Linked DNA regions of Rattus norvegicus: region 2 is linked to region 1. A link is a contact called in public Hi-C data. All regions are on one chromosome and are shown on one strand. The core of a region is the stretch at or near the end of the contact, and the rest is flanking DNA. Distances in the headings are between cores, read along the strand shown.

Region 1 (4,859 bases), core at 748-3,247:
TGTTCGGGGTTGGGGATTTAGCTCAGTGGTAAGCAAAAAGAAGCAAAAAAAAAAAAAAAAAGAGTGCTGGCTGTTCTTTCAGAGGACAAGGGTTCGATTCCTAGCAACCACATGGTGGGTCACAACCATCTGTAACTCCAGTTCCAGGGAACCTGACATCTTGTTCTGGTCTCCCTGGGCACCAAGCACATGTGTGATACACAGATATACATATGGGCAAAGAACACATACATAGTTTTTAAAACGTTAAGTACAGAACTGTGGGCTGCGGTGTGTTTGTGGCAGAGCACTGCCTAGTGCCACCCTGGGTTCCATCCCAGACCCCACAAGGCAAACGGATACAGTTCGCTGGCTGCTAAGGCCACCTCCCTAACACTGCTAAGTTCTATGCCTCCAGCTATGGGGAAGGGGTCCAGAAATGCTCTCTGCCTTGTAATTCATTAATATTTTCCTACCTCTCAAAGGGCAAGTTCAACTCCACTACCCTGTGGACCATCTCCCTATTTCTGGAAATTTTTAAAATAGAGATGTATATCTTTAAGAATCACGGTGTTCTAAAAGGACGTCATGGAACAACAACTCCTCCCGTCTTCTCTGTCCTCTTCCAGTAAAGGAGACATTTCCCCCAAATGTGTGCTCCGCCTCCTCCTTTCTGTTGAAGAGGCAGCACATCCTCTCTCCTTCAGCACCTGCATTACTCAGTGATGGCCGACTAGGAATTCAAATCAGTACATAGAATTCTTCCTCCTCCCCCGCCCCCACACTTTGTATTATATTTAGTCCACCACGTGACTTACACATAGGCAGTCTCCCAGGATCGGGCACTTGGGTTGCTTTCATTGTGGCTGTGAGCGTCTCAGTGAAGGTTTTCTGTTATTCTGCATGGATGTGCACGTACTGTGCTGTCAAGGGGGAAATGCAAGGTTATCAGGGTCTCTCAAATTACCATCAGAATGTTTCATCCAACCTTGGATCTGGGGGCCCTTGCCAGTCTATTACGTAGGAAAAACATGGCATTACTGTTTTCTCTTAAATTTCCCTTTGAGTTTATACTTCACTTCTGTTCATGCGTTTAAAAGCTCTTTGGTATTTATATCTTCCCTCACTCTGTGTGTGTGTGTGTGTGTGTGTGTGTGTGTGTGTGTGTGCATGTGTGTCTGTGTGTATGTCTGTCTGTAAGAGTGTGTGAGTGTGCATGGGTGTCTCTGTATGTGTGTGTATCTGTCTGTATGAGTGTGTGCGTGTGTGTATGTGTGTGTGTGTCTGTCTGTCTGTCTGTGTCTAGATCAGAGGAGAACTTTTGAGCATTGCTGCCCTTCTTCCACAGTGTGGGTCCTAGGGATCCAATGCAGGTCATCGGGCATGTCCTTACCCACCGAACCATCTCCCCAACTATCATCATCATCATCACCACCACCACCACCACCATCACCACCACCACCACCACCATCATCATCATCGTCATCATCATCATCATCAACAGGGTCTCTCTATGTTGCCCAAGCCATCCTCAAACTCACAGAGTCCTGCCTGCCTCTGAATGCTGGATTAAAGGTGTGCACCATCATGTCCAGCCAAAAGCCTTTTAAATGTAGTGTATTCAGTTGTTTTATTTAGTTTCTGGGTCTTTTGTTTGGTTGGTTGGTTGGTTGCTTGGGTTTATTGCTTTGCTTTGCTTTGTTTTAATTTACAAACTTGCTTTTGTAAAACCCTGTGTGACCACTAGAGGGGGAATGACTCCATGTTTAACAGAGAAAGCGCCTCCCAACCTTGCCCTCTTAAGGAGTTAAGACTTTTCTTCCACCGCACTGTCCGTGACTGGGCACTAAAGTTTCTGTCCACGCAGATCGCACACGCGGTGCTGCGGCTCCCTCCTGGGTCGTGGTGGTCCCTCCCATGGCCTCGAGTCACCCATCACAACGGTAACTGAGCTAAGTGTGGGTCCTTTGCAGCTCCCGCCGCGGTGCTTGGCTTAGACCCTGGGTGGTCAGCTTGAGCCTGTAGGAGCCTCTTCCTCTGACAGCTCCTGCCTCTCACTGCGATCCAGGGACTCTGAAGTCCAACTCATCCCCAGGCAGCTATCGACCGCCTGTCATGTCTGCTGCTTAAGCCACCGCTAGCCTGCTTCCTACACTTGACCTCTAATTGAATTTCCTTGGAAACTCAGTGACAAGATTGATTCCGCCTAATTGAGTCAAAGATGGACTCTGGGTGCCATTCATGCTGTCCTTGTTTGCCGGGGGCTCTCTGGTCTGAGGCGCCCAGATTTTCTTTATCTCAGTAAAGAACCTTTTACTTTAAAGGATCCTATGGATGTTTTGTGGGGAGGAAGGGATAAGGAGGCAGGTTTTAATGAGCAGAGGACAGGAAATGCTTGTTTTTAAATTTGCCTTGAGTCCTTGTTCAGGTGCAATTCTGAGGAAAAAAAAAACTAGAACAGAACAAACTTGCTCAAAGGCAAGTTTGGGGATGAGTACAGTTGTCGTCTGGGTTCTAGGAAGTCAGCGACTTAAACTTTTCTTTTTCTTCAGTGTTCCTGATATGACTCAGTAACGCAAAGGCAAGTGAGGAGCCGTGGGGGCTGCTGATCGCTCGAAACTAAGCTCCAGAGAGACAGCAGGGAGGCGCTCCGGGTGCTGTTATGTAGTAGGGTGGACAGAGACATTAACTACATACCCCGAAAAGCCAGAGAAAGGACCGTGGGTAACAACAGAGATCAAGAGCCCCTCCCCCTCCCTAAGGTTATTGGGTTAAAGGTTAAAAACTGTCAGGAAAAAAAAATGATGAAAAGAAATCCTTAACTGTGGGTTATCTTTGTCACAAGCACCCCACGTACATTTTTTACCTTGCAAAAGATGAAATCTGTCTGGTGGGGTAAGTGGGAGATTTGACTGACAGCAGCCAAACCTTTCACAAGCCCCCCCCCCCGCTCCCCCCCCCCCCCCCCCCGCTAAAGCAACTGTTGCCAAGGACAAAGCCAAGCACCTACCCCAGGACCCACAGAGAGGAAGGCTGGATCAGGAACTAAAGTTGTCACCTCCACAGTTCCTGAGTCCGCTGATACTGGGTGTGGCATTGCCCCTGTTGCCGAAGGACCTGTGGCCATTTCCACAGAGGCAGTGGGAGCTGTCAATCAAGTCATCTTAGTAATCCAGCTGCTGCCAAGGCAATCAATTTTTTTTTTCCAGAGCTGGGGTCCGAACCCAGGGCCTTGCGCTCACTAAGCAAGCGCTCTACCGCTGAGCTAAATCCCCAACCCCCAAGGCAATCAATTTTAAAGCCCGTGTAACCTGGGAGAGATCCAGATCTAGCCAATGACACTGGGAGGAGACTTCAGAATAGTTGCAGATATCCCAAAGAAACTTCCTTTCAGTTGAGGGGAGCTAACACAGCTCTCTTGCCTACCACCCTAAGACTGGAGGCTTTGGGGAGCCTCTACCTAGGCCATGACAGCTTCGGATGACCAGATCCACTGTGTCTTCAGATAGCCCCACCTACACGTGACAACCCAGTGAGGAGAAGCCCCCATGAGAGCTAGAGCAAAGAACTGGTGATGAAGGATGCTCCTCTCTAGAGGTCTGGGACACTCCCCCCACCCCCATAAACTACCTAACGTTATCACAGAAGAGCGATAACTAATGGTGGTTTGCCTTTATCACAGGTAGAATAGGCCAAACTAGTTGAATGAGGAACAGGCGATTCCTGGGGCTGCTAGTTCCAAGCACACCAGCAGCCCCTAGAAGGGGACAGAGGAGTCCATCAAAGAGCTGTGGGCAGAGGCTTTGTAGAGCTGAAGCTATGAAGAACCGCTGGGATTTCAGCAAAGGAGAGCGACGTCTTCGGTGAGTAAAGACTTCAGAAGATGAAAGGCTCTAAAGACCGAAGACAAGAGACTACTGAAGACCAGAGGTAAGCCCTTGCTCGGAAGCACTCGTGGGTCCTGACAGTCACCAAGATGTTATCCAAAGCTGCAACAGCAGGGGCTGAGGGCCAGCTGACCTACGAAAGCTAGAGTTACAGAGTGTCCTTAAAACCTCAGCATACAGATGGCTGCAGAACAGCCCCACAATTACGTGACAGCAATCCTCTCCAAAACCTGACCGCCGCACATGGTAAAGAGAAACACTTCAGACTCCTAGAACACCAGGGTGTATGCGAGGCATTGCTTACCTGATAAATCAGTCCTTCAGCAGTCCAGTGCCCTCTAATTCAGTCCATTTTTACCTCCAGATGGCATCAGATCCTGCAGGCTAAGGGCTCAGTCCCACCGACTGACCCACCATACAGCACAGCTGAGCCTCAGATTCCCTGCTTGTAAATCCCTGAGGAGACACACACACATACACACACACACACACACACACACACACCCCAAAAGCAATGAGGGTATCATGTGGTTTAAGCTATAATATTTTGAGTACTTTGTGATAAAGCAGAGTCTAGTTACAGCAGTCCGGTCACCAGAAATCAGAAGGCATGATTAGCTAAGGATCCCGTGTCTGAATAATAATAACTGATTTAATATCATATACCAGGATCTGGGCATTTATTTCATTACCTAAATTTAAAATGACTTCATATACCTCCCAGGCAGTTAGTTAGCTGGTTTAGGACATCATAAAAGCAAACAAAGAAGCCGGGTATGATGGCGCATGTGTGGAGATCTAATACTGGAGATGTTCACAAGAGCGTCAAATTTGAGGGCAGCCTCCATTTCCTGAGGAGATTCTGTCAAAGAAAGAAGTGGAGAACAGGAGAAAATGGGACTGGCCTAACCCCATGCCGACCAGAAAATACAACCCCACCTTTCTTACACAGGCCCTTAATGTCACGTGGATGTGATGTCCCTCTATCTCCTC
Region 2 (5,130 bases), core at 1,714-4,213, 350 kb after region 1:
ACACATACACAAAGTAACAGTAATAACAACAACAACAACAACAATAATAATAATAACAATAACAACAACAAATAATAATAACAATAACAATAACAATAATAACAATAATAATTGTAGGCCTTCTGCCCTCTAACAGCATATTACTTCTATTTATTTAGTATGTTTGGAGTCTGCTATGTCTCTCAGGCTGGCTTGGAACTTGCAATCCTATTTTATCTGCCTCTCAAACGTTAGAATTACAGAAGACATCTACTATGCTTCTTTTTCTTTTTTGTTTTTTCAAGGCAGGGTTTCTCTGTGTAGCCCTGGCTGTCCTGGAACTCATTCTGTAGACCAGACTGTCCTCAAACTCAGAGATCTGCCTGCCTCTGTCTCCCAAGTGCTGGGACCAAAGTCATGCACCGCCACAACTACCTGGTTTAATAGGGCATATTAAAAACATACATTTATTTTTGTATGTATGTAGAAAGAACCTTTCCATAGCATGCTTGTGGAGGTCAGAGGATACCTTCCAGGACTCAATTTTGCCCTTCCACAGGACATTGTAGATGTTTCCAGTCTCGTAAACAAATATCCCTTCTTGCTGAGCTAACTTGTCAGCTCCTAATAGGCTCCCCTCCCCACCCCAAAGGTTTATTTATTTAACGAGTGCTTTATCTGCATGTACACCTGCATGCCAGCAGAGAGCACCAGATCACAGTACAGATGGTTTTGAGCCACCATGTGGTTGCCAGGAAGTGAACCCAGGACAGGGCAGGCAGTGCTCTTAACCATTAAGCCATCTCTCCAGCCCTGACTTTTTAATTTTTACATACATGAGTGTTTTGTCTGCATGTAGGAATGTGCCTACCAGATGTGTGCCTGATACCCACAGAGACCAGAAGGAATGTCCAGTCTTCTAGAACTGGAATTATAAATGGCTAAATTTTACTGTTTTCCATTTATTTTCTGTGGGTGGCCATGTACACATGCTTATGTGTGGCAGTCAGAGGAAAATGTGTGGGAATTACTTTTTAACTTTCCACCGTGTGGGGCCTAGAGATTGAACTCAGGTTAATCAGGCTTGACTACTACCTACTGAGACATCTCCCAGGCTTTAAAAAAATATTTTTTGTTGTAATTTTTGAGCCATTGTCACTAAGTATCCATGGCTGTCCTGAAATCATAAGTAGACCAGGATGATCACAAACTCACAGAGATATGTCCTCCTCTGACTACTGCTAATAAAACATCTTTTTTTTTTTTTTTTTTTTTCCGAGCTGGGGACCAAACCCAGGGCCTTGCGCAAGACCCTGGGTTTGGTCCCCAGCTCCGAAAAAAAGAAAAGAAAAAAAAAAGCATGCATCACCATGCCAGGCAAATTTAAAAATAATTTAAGCAGCATTATTAGCCAGGCCTGTGGTACTTGACTTTAATCCTAGCACGGGGGAGGCAGAGGCCCCTGAGTACATTGTAGCTGTCTTCAGATGCACCAGAAGAGGGCATCAGATCCCATTACAGATGGTTGTGAACCACCATGTGGTTGCTGGGAATTGAACTCAGGACCTCTGGAAGAGCAGTCAGCGCTCTAACCACTGAGCCATCACTCCAGCCCCTAGCTGACATCTCTCCACTTAACATTCCTTATTTTTACTTAAAAAGAAATTCTGTTATATGTGTGGGTGACCATGAATGATGTCATATGTGTGATGGTCAGGAGACAACTTGCAGGAGGTGGGGGATATCTCCTTCCATCTTGTGGGTCTAGGAATACAACTCCAGTTGTTAAGGTTGATAGTTGAGCCATCTTTCCAGGCCAGGATGTTTTAGTTACTCTGTGACAATTTTTCCTGTTTTGAATCTCCTCAGCATTTATGTATCAGGTTATGTGGCACTTTGTTTTTCACAGGGCATTGAGTTTACTAGAATATTAGAATCAACTTAGGGCAAGCATGGAAATGACATGCCTGTAATTTTTGCACTTGGGAGGCGAAGGTTGGAGGATCAGGAATTCAAGGTCATTCCCGCACTACACGGTCAGCCTAGGATACAGGAGACCCTGTCTCACAAAACTTAAAAAAAAAAAAATCTACTCAAGCCAAGAACCGTGACTCTTGATTCTCCTACGGATGCAGAGAGTCAACACATGCGCATGGACACCAAAGCCCAGCGCCTGCGCACTGGGCAGTTTTTTTCCTTTCGGTCCCAACCCTCCCAGCCCCCCTTTGGAGTGTGCGCACCGAGAAAGACAAAGGTGGTGAAAGTGACCAAGCAGTCATTCCGGCGCATGCCCATCCCTAAATTGCCCAGGCTCCATGGGGGCTCACTTTGTGGAGGCGGAAGTCCAATCCGACGGAGCGAGCGCGGCCCCTCTCTTCCCTTGATTGGTTTGCTTCCAGTGTTGTGGGGCGGGGAAAGGAAGGGACAGGGACAGTGGAAGGTTGGAGCGGTACAGATAGAGCGCTCATCTCGTTCTGCGCAAGCGCAGAGACGCGACCAGGAGGGGGCGTGAGAGAGTGCAAGAGAATGTGGAAGCCCTGACGCGCTGGCGAGCGGGAGCTAGGTCGCTAGCCTAGACGCCTGCGCCTTGGCCCTCCGGCTCCGCGCGCGGCGGGCGGGTGCCCTGTGCGCCTGCGCAGTAGGCGGCGGCGGCAGGGGGAGGTGGAGGCCGTGGAGCGGCAGCGGCAGCAGCGGGTCCCGGGACTGAGGCAGCAGCGGGGGCGCCGGCGGGCGGAAGCTGAGGTGACGAAGGCGGCGGCGGCGGCGGCCGTTTCCCTCACGGTGGCGGAGACCAAGGCAGCGGCGGCGGCGGACGGGGAGCGGCCCGGCCCCGGCCCCCTGCTCGTCGGCTGTAGCAGGGCCGCCGTGGGGCCGGCCCGGCTCCCGCCCCCCGCGGCTCCCCCTCCGGCTCCTCCTCCTGGGAGACGCCGGGGGCCCGGCCCGGCCCGCACTCAGGGCTCTGTTTCAGCTGCTGCCGGGGCAGTCGGAGGTGGTGGCGGCGCCATGGGCGGCCTGGCCTCTGGGGGGGATGTGGAGCCGGGACTGCCCGTCGAGGTGCGGGGCTCCAACGGGGCCTTCTACAAGGTGAGACGGCGCGTCGACCCGGGACACACTCCTTAGCCCCCTCCCCCAGCCGAGGCAGGGAAGAGTGCAGCGGGATCGAGTTTCTGGAGCTTAGTCCTGACCCTTCGAACCTTCGACCCACGTTCCCACTCGAAACCCTCCCGGGGAGATCGTGGGAGTTAACCCTCGTGCTTTTATTTTTGAGCCCGCTATTACACCTGCTTTTATCCTCAGCTGAAGGCATGAACATCAGGTCATTACTATGCGTGGATGGGAACCCTGGAGAAACCCCTTTTCTTAGCTTCTAATCGACTTTTCTTGTTTTTTAGTGTAGGAGATACTTCAGCTTTTAATCACATCTCCCCTACAGCCAAGCACATGGAGGATTCCCTTTCTTTTCCTACATGACCCCCTTGTGAAGGTCCACTGTGCCATATTAGGTCTTCGGTCTTCAGGGAGGCTTCTTTGCCTACTGGCTCTAGAACCATTTGCTCAACTTTCATCTTACATTCCTGTTCCCAGTCTGACAAGAAATGGTCAGAACCCATTTGTTACTTTAGCATCTTTGGCCTCAGGTTTTATCAGCCAGCCAGCCAGCCATTTAGTGGATTTGTTGGACAAGTCTGTCACCTACCACACCTTTATACCAAAGCCAGCTCTCCAGGGATGGATTCGTGTTTTATCTCTTTGACTCTAGATGTATTTAGGTCATTCCTATATCTTCTTGGTAAGTTTAAGCCTCACCATCTCTAAAAGGCCATCTCCACATGCTTCTGTTCTTCTGATTTCTGCTTGTTGACAGTCTTTTTGGAAAGAAAAAAGTAGCTTTCAGAATTGCTTATTTCAGCTTTTTCTTTGTCCAAGATTTGATTCCTGTGAACTTTTTTGAGGGGTGTGGTTGGGACAAGATTCCCTGGCTGGACTTGAACTCTTCTGTACTCCTTCCTCAGCCTAGGGTTACAGTTCTGGGATTATAGATTGAGCCACCATGCCAGACCAGAACTTTTGTTTTTTCTTTCTATCCATTATCCACCCCATCTTCTGTATCTGAGTCCATTCTGGATCCCCTTCACCCCTAATTTAGATTCAGACTGATTCTTCTCACCCCTCAGGTATTTTCTTCATCTGATCTTGTGGGGTTCTGAACCTCTTCTGCATTTTTTTGGATGGAATTGTCCTGGAAATTTTGGTTCCTCTCTTACTCCTTTCATTCTGGAGAAGAAGAATTTTCATAGCATTAGATGGGAGATGAGATTCCTTTTTCCTTCATGTTTCTTCTGGTTGTCTGTCCCCCTACCCTAGTAGAACTTTCTACTTTCTCATGCCCTTGGAAATAACTTTGACTACTATGAAATTGTATCTTTTTGTAGCTGAAAAGGGACGGGTCTGCCCCGCCTCTGTAGGTGTTTCCTACCCCCACTTCAACTGACCCGTTAGTTACCCACTGTGAAGGCCATGGCAATTTCCCCTTTTCTGATCACGTTCTTCACCCAGTGCCTATGGGTACACATATCTCCTAGCTTTAATTTAGCCTCTCAATTAAGTCTTGGTACTTTTGTACTCCTGTGGATCCTCATTGAGGTCCACCTATCTATCCTTTGTATAGCTGAAGAAGGTTCCCTGTCACTTTCCTAACTCTTGGTACTTTTTTTCTTACTAGAAGAATGTCTTTGTAACATTTCTGTTTTCTGTAGCAAAAGTCTCTTAATTCCTTTTGGGCTCTGATGGGGCTCTGGGGCTCCTTTCCCCCACATTTGTATTACCTTTGTTAAAAGTGTCCTCAGGCTGGGTATGGTGGTGCCTACTCTAATCCTAGGACTTGGAAGACTGAAGTAGGATTGTTGAAGTTCAAAACTAGTGTGGAGAATGAAATCAGACTGAAAAAACAACCCAAACAAAACCAAAAAGTACTCTATAAGTTGTTAGTTCTATTTTTCTTGATATGTTAGCCTTCATCTGTATCTTTCTCACCCCAAAATGTTAAATTCCAAGAAAAGTGAGATATGTATATATATATCTATATATATATCTATATCATATTTTTCTTTTCCTTTTTTTTTTTTTTTTTTTTTCTTTGCTTTGATTTTT

What was found. Hi-C and Micro-C count contacts between places; a contact is called where the count stands out from the background.
Region 2: a contact with region 1 is called in a Hi-C map of mammary epithelial cells, with 2.7 times the contacts expected there. The contact joins the promoter of Fxr2 here to the enhancer-like site in region 1.

The regions. Positions count from the first base shown.
Region 1 is chr10:54,498,229-54,503,087 of GRCr8, forward strand. No RefSeq gene overlaps it. Among named protein-coding and RNA genes, the nearest start is that of Gucy2d, 28 kb to the left of the region's middle. Within about 2 kb of position 1,998, at least 17 of the 93 cell types and tissues checked have an H3K27ac peak or open chromatin away from gene starts, as enhancers often do.
Region 2 is chr10:54,846,706-54,851,835 of GRCr8, forward strand. It overlaps Fxr2 (FMR1 autosomal homolog 2), which reads left to right and starts at 2,964. Exons shown (of 17, transcript NM_001100647.1): 1 at 2,964-3,063. The coding sequence starts at 2,983. It also overlaps a transcript of Shbg not described here.